Linked DNA regions of Hordeum vulgare: region 2 is linked to region 1. A link is a contact called in public Hi-C data. All regions are on one chromosome and are shown on one strand. Each heading gives the region's core, a stretch centred on a gene start, on an enhancer-like site or on the middle of the called end of the contact. The rest is flanking DNA. Distances are from core to core; before and after follow the strand shown.

Region 1 (3,331 bases), core at 294-2,793:
CAATTGTTGCATCGCGAGACTTGCCACAATACATTCCCTGCCATGCCTTTGGGCAATTTTTTCAAGTCCAATGCATACAATCTATGCTTTCTAGCATGCCATGCCAACCTCTTCTTTCATTAAATGACATCAATTTTTTGATATGTACTAAATCCCTTCAAGCCCGTGACATTTCTTCTTTGAGTAAAATATTGACAATTGGCCTCACAAGCTTGAACAATTTTTACAAAGAGGGATTTGCGCATACGGTACCTTCTTCGGAAGAGGTGCGACTTATATATAGGATTGGCGGCGAAGTAGTCTTGCATCAGCATCTCGTTCCCGAGATGGCGATTTCGAGGAATGCAAAGACGACCGACGGTCGATCATCGCCGCCTCTTTTGGTTCTCATCTTCGTGCTCCTTCACGACAAGGGCCATCACCAAACTCTGCTGGTGAAATGTGAGAAGCATCGTCTAAACATCCGAGTCATTCGAATCGAATGAATCATCGAGCAGAAACTTCTCGCACAGGCTCAACTCCATCTCCGACGGTGGCTCTCCGGCCGTGGTGGATTGGCGGATCCGGGGAAGCCGGTGCAGCGCCTCGGTGGAAGAGGGCAGGGGCGCCCCAGCGGCGCGATTTACCCCGTAGATTTGGCGGAATCGCCGACGGTGGACTCGCACAACCAATGGTGGGGCGGCGGCGGAAGGGGGGGTGGGGGGTGGGGAAAGGGCGCTGACTGAAATGTCCGCCCCGCCAACCGCTTTCCTGGGATACAAGGCACCGTATAGGCGAGGTGAAAACCTGTGTTTTCACGGGTCGGGGAGAGGATTTTGCCGCGCCCTTCAAAACAGTCTACGGTTCGGACGCGTTTTCGGGGTTTGATCGGACAACATTTTCCGTACAAACCCGTATTTTGACGGTTATTTTGCGGGTCGGGACATTATACGGGATCTGCTAGAATGCTCTTAATTGTGTTTTTGAAAAAGGTTGTGCAAGCTTATATTTTTTTATTAAAAGTATTTCACTCAATTGATATATCAGGTGATACAACCGTAATGAAAGAATGTTCAGTCTCTGCACAGCGTGATGCACACAGCCAACAAGCCCAACTAACCTAAAAAAGAATATCGCTTTACAGCAAAAATAAACCAATCCAGTCTATGATGGGGCAAATCATATCCGAAGATTACACGTCATTCATATCAAAAGAAAACCTCCTAGTTGTATGCTTCAGCCGGTGTAGTTAGAGAAAAAAATTTACTAGTGTAAAAGTGACTTGCACCAGCAAATCGAGGCGATTTACAGATAGTCACTCCCTCATTTGACACATATCTAAAAAAAAGTGTTCGTAATTGCGTCAATTATTTTATGGACTACAAGGAGCAAGAAAATATATACTGACACAGATAGTCTTGCATGTGTTGCCTAAAAAAAAAAAGATAGCCTTGCATTGCATGTGTTGCCGTAATAAAAAATACAACAGCCTTGAACGGATGATGGGCAACCGTCCGCGCCCAAATCAGATCGGTCAAATCACGCGTAGTACTCCTACACAGAGACAAATAAAGCCAAGACTGTACAGCAATCGCGATAGCGTCAGGACTCGGCGGAGCTCGATCACCACAGCCCTCCTCTCCTCCTCACCCATCCCAGCGGCCCGGGTTTGGGCTCGGCGCCGCGGCCAAATCTTTCGCGGCCGCAATCGCACGGGCCAAACGAGCAGTCCAGCCCCAGCCCCGACGATGGCGGCGCCGGCGGCCGGGTACGGCGCGGACGGCGTGTACCGCTCGCTGCGCCCGCCGGCGCGCATCCCGTCCGACCCAGGCCTGTCCGTCGCCGACCTCCTCCTCCGCCGCGCCGACGCGTGCCCGTCCGCGCCCGCGCTGATCGACGCCGCCACGGGCCGCGCGCTCTCCTTCGCCGGCCTCCGCTCCGCGGTGCTCACCACGGCCGTCGCGCTCGCCTCCCGCGCGGGCGTCCGCCCCGGCGACGCCGTGCTCCTCCTCGCGCCCAACTGCGTCCTCTACCCGGTCTGCTTCTTCGCGGTCACCGCCGTCGGCGCCGTCGCCAGCACCGCCAACCCGCTCTACACCCCGCGGGAGATCGCCAAGCAGGCGTCCGACGCCCGCGTCAAGCTCGTCGTCACCGTGGCGGAGCTGCTCCCCAAGGTCGCCGCCCTCGGCCTGCCCGTCATCCTCCTCGACGACGCCGCGTCCGCCACCCCATCGGCGACGGCCAACGTGACGCTCTACTCGGACCTCGTGTCCGGCGCGGACGAGTCCCAGTACCGCCGCCCGCCGACAAAGCAGGGCGACACGGCCGGGTTGCTCTACTCCTCCGGCACGACGGGGGAGAGCAAGGGCGTGGTCCTGACGCACCGCAACTTCATCGCGGCGGCGACGATGGTGACGTCGGACCAGGACGAGCGGGGGGAGCCGCCCAACGTGTTCCTCTGCTTCCTGCCCATGTTCCACATCTTCGGCCTCTCCGTCATCACCTTCGCGCAGCTGCAGCGCGGCAACGCCGTGGTCGTCATGTCGGGCTTCGCCATGGACTCGGTGATGAGGGCCGTGCAGCAGCACCGGGTGACGCACGTCTTCTGCGTGCCGCCGGTGATGATCGCGCTCGCCAAGCACGGGCGGGTCGGCAAGTACGACCTCAGCTCGCTCAAGTTCATCGGCTCCGGCGCCGCGCCGCTCGGCAGGGACGTCATGGAGGTGGTGGCCAAGAACTTCCCCGACGCCGAGATCGTTCAGGTAACCAACCAGTCAGAATCAGAATCATCCAGCCAGCTGCTCTGCACTTTTTATCTGCTGTTTTGGAAGGACCAGATCGACTTTTCAGCGTCTTTTTGTTGTGCTTTTGTGGGGACTGAATATCTGTACTCTTGTCGCTTCCCTGAAAAGGTTAATCAGGTGATTAAGACAGAGTTTCTGCTTATATGATTCCCGCCTTTATGGCAATCAGAGCTTGCGAGTATACAGCAATATGCAAACAGCTAAGATTTGCTGCTTGATTTTGACGGTGGATCCTAATATTTTGTCCTGCGAATACAACCTGAACTACTGCACCACACAGTAAAAGAATCTTGTAATGTCTGCATAATGTCTACACGGTGCTGCTACAGTGCCACTCTTAAGAATCAGCTGTGGGAATACTTGCCGCGTATGAGTATTCAGACTTTTTTCGACAGAGGACATTTCATTCCGTTGGTATATCGGGGTGATACAACTGCATCGATGGAATTTTGGGCCTCTGCATAGCATGATGCACATAGCCAACATGTCCAACACACTCAAAAATTAAAAAAAGTCTTATCGTGTTACAACATTTTTGTCTCAGGTTA
Region 2 (3,331 bases), core at 527-3,026, 130 kb before region 1:
AAATGAAGAGAAGCAATGTATTCAGGGCAGTTATCAATTTGCCAAAAGTGATGCAGTAAGGTAGCAGATTTCAGACCAGTCTCCAGGCATCAAGTAGATGGCTGTGGAACTAAAATTATAGTGCTCCCTCCATCTGGATATATAGGGTCTAATATGTATTTCGAGATTTACTTTGATTATCAATAAAATCAATAATATCTATGAGAGACATGCTATAAAAATTATACCATTGGAAACCCCTTTCAAATACAAATTTGATGGTATGCTTTTTTTAACACACACATCATATATCATTGGTCAACTATTTATGCATAGTCCATAAACTTCCCAAAGTTAATCAATGCAAAAAAAGAAAATCTAGTGTATAATGTAAACCGGCAAGTAAATAGACGGATCGCTTGAAACATACCACGATGTCTCCATTTTGCAGAGCATAGCACCTTACAGTGTCACGAGCGACTCCTCCAGATGTGCTACCATCAAAAACCCCTTTATCAGAGATGGTATTGTAAGCAGTACTCCTTGAAACTCTATTATTTCCCTGGCTATCTGAATATGATTGTTCATCTGCCGACTTAGTTGCAGCTACTCTTTTCTTGGACCAGAGAGGTTCATCTGACTCCGCAATTCGGACAAAAAAGTTGGATCTTTTGAATTGTTGCAGCACGGTTTCTATTTGCTGTTTGCGATCTTCCATCCGAAGGAGAGATTCAGTCTCCACGATATCTTGCTCTGAAGGAGATGCTTTCTCGTCAAGTTCAACACTCTCCATGTTGTCCTCAACACCAAGAGAACTATTTTCTCCGGCTGTTCCATTTGTATCCCCATTCTCACTGACAGGGCTAGATTTATTTGTGGGGTGCAGCGGCGAATTTCCGTTCTTAGACATCACGGCAGCAATTCTAAACGGAGATATGGAGGTCATATCTTGCTTAGAGGCTGATAGGCACGCCAGTATATGAACCTGCTCGCCTGATAACCGAACTAATTCAGACACCAAAACAAAAACCAGGTACAAGCAGCAGGTAAGGTAGAAGCCAAGTAACTTTACCGGGAAAAAGGAAGGGGCGATCCAAAGGCCGCAGCTGCAGCATGTCTGAAACCTCACTCCAATCCTCAGGAAGCTCCTCTGCGGAAGTAAATTGTAAATCAGTAAGCTACCGGGCCAAGGAGAAATGTTGCAGTACTGAAATCTGCAATGCGACGAGGAGAGAGCCAAGCAAGGGGAAAGGGGCACCAACTGTTGGGAATTGCGATCCACCCTTCGTCCTGGGAAACATCGCTGTGCTTTCCGGGCGGAGCCGAACTTTTGGAATCTGGGGAGGTGGCAGCCGGCGGGGAAGCAGCAGCGTCCCCGCCGATCTCTCCGGCTCCGTTGCTGGCAGTTCCGTCCTCCTCGGCGGACGCGGAGACGCGGAACGGGTCGTCGGCGATGAGGCCCTCCAGGGTCTTGGGCTGCTCGGGGATCCGCGGCAGCTCGGGCTGCGCGGCTCGGTAGAGGAAATTCATGGCCGCTCGCCGTCAGCCGCGCGAGCAGGGGGGGGGAGGCGCGGAATGGCCCTGGCGGGCGTCCTGGCTCGACTCCGCACGGCAGAGCGAGGGCCGCCTCGGGCGCTCCGAGCCCGCCGGGCCCCCGCGCGTCGGCGCGGGTCGGTGGGCGGGGATCTCGGGAGGTGGTGGGAGGGGACGAAGAGGAAGAGGAAGAGGAAGAGCTGCGTCCTGCTGGTGGAGTCGTGGGTGGTCCCTCGGCGTCGAGCGGGGCAGGCAGATCTGACTGAGCCGGAGACGACGATGATCCATGCCATGGCTTAAACTAATCTTCTTCCCCCTCGTTGCCAACTAGCACAGGGCCCAGCACAGCCCAGCTCCCGGCCCAAACAACAAAACGGCTGGGCCCAGCCATCTCTCTTTGTTTCCTTCCCTTCTTGGTGTGTCCCGTTTGGATCAATCAAGAATTCAAGTTAACAAAATGTTCATTTGATCAATAGTGCTTCTCTTCCTTCTAAAAAAAGACGGTGCTTCTCTTCACTCACTCTATGGTCGATTTGGTCTGCGCATGGCAAGGCTATCCATGAGGGGGTCTTTCGGAGTCCCTAGGTGACCTTCATGTTCGCGAAGAGGTTCATCGAGGAGCTTGATACAATCAAGCAAAAAACAGTCATCTCAGTCTCAGGTAGCGCATGATCAGCATGCGATCATTTAAAGATGTACAAAGGCTCTATCGGAGGATTTTATGAAGATCCATGTGGACGCGGGAGTACGAGCAAGGCGAGGATGCTCTATAGGCAGATCGGCGTTGTTCATAGTCGGGGTGGAGGATCCCGCAACACTTGAGGCCATCGCCTATCGGGAAGCTTTCACCCTAGCTAAAGATCTTCATGTGCAAAACTTTGTCATATCTTCACACACCAAGCAAGTCATTTCAGATATCAACAAAGGTTTCAAAGATCGTTTGGTGCTATCATTAGAGAAATTAAGATTAATTATAGTACTCTAAGTTGTTCTTTCATTTTCGTAGGTCGTGATGTTAACGGTGAAGCACATAGTCTAGCTAAGTTTTCCCTTACCCTTGGGCAGGGACGTCATATCTAGTTTGGCCAACCCCATGACCCAAATTGTATCTCATAAATTGTGGATTGTGATGAATGGGACTTGGCTTTACCCCTCAACAAAATTTTGAGCAATCGAGATAGATCTTTGGCAGCACAACTGGATCCCGCGGCCTAGCAGTATGTGATCGATTATGAGTCGGGTTACTAATCCTCTGCAACGAGTGAGCGATCTAATAACAGACAATGCAGACTCGGACCTAACTTTGCTTGTCGAGGTTTTCCTACCTACCAACGCATAAGCCATTCTATCAATCCATCTTTGCACTGAGCAGATTTATGACTTTTGGGCTTGGGTACATGAGAAGATTGGAGTCTTCAACGTTCGGTCGACATATCATATGCTCGTCTGCACTAAACTTAGACAAAAAGCTTGGTTAGAGGGTTGCCCCGACACCTCAAACTCTGATGTAGAAATAAAGTCATGGATTATGATTTGGAAGATCAATGTACCATCCAAGATCAAAGTTTTTATATGTATGCTATCGCAACAATCATTGCCGACTACTGATCTCATGCACCACTATAGCACATGTCTAACAGTACAAAGTTGTGGTATCTGTGGTTCTAATGACACCTGGCAACACTCATTGCTCCAGCGTGATGTTGGTCACTATGTGTGGGCACGACACGACACTGATCTTGTGGAGGTGATGAACAGAGTAAGAGAACCAGCTGCAAAAAGATGGTTCTTCTCACTAATGAATGCACTCCAGCATGGT

What was found. A called contact is a pair of places that touch in the nucleus more often than the background predicts.
Region 2: a Hi-C map of leaf shows a contact between it and region 1, with 6 times the contacts expected there. The contact joins the promoter of LOC123449472 here to the promoter of LOC123449468 in region 1. A contact is called at or near these places in 2 of 6 Hi-C or Micro-C datasets (leaf and seedling) and 1 of 1 datasets of contacts at active chromatin or transcription factors (embryo).

The regions. Positions count from the first base shown.
Region 1 is chr4H:553,527,116-553,530,446 of MorexV3_pseudomolecules_assembly, reverse strand. It overlaps LOC123449468 (4-coumarate--CoA ligase-like 1), which reads left to right and starts at 1,543. Exons shown (of 6, transcript XM_045126703.1): 1 at 1,543-2,741. The coding sequence starts at 1,728.
Region 2 is chr4H:553,662,016-553,665,346 of MorexV3_pseudomolecules_assembly, reverse strand. LOC123449472 reads right to left here and starts at 1,776. Exons shown (of 10, transcript XM_045126709.1): 1 at 1,242-1,776; 2 at 1,052-1,129; 3 at 410-972. The coding sequence starts at 1,509.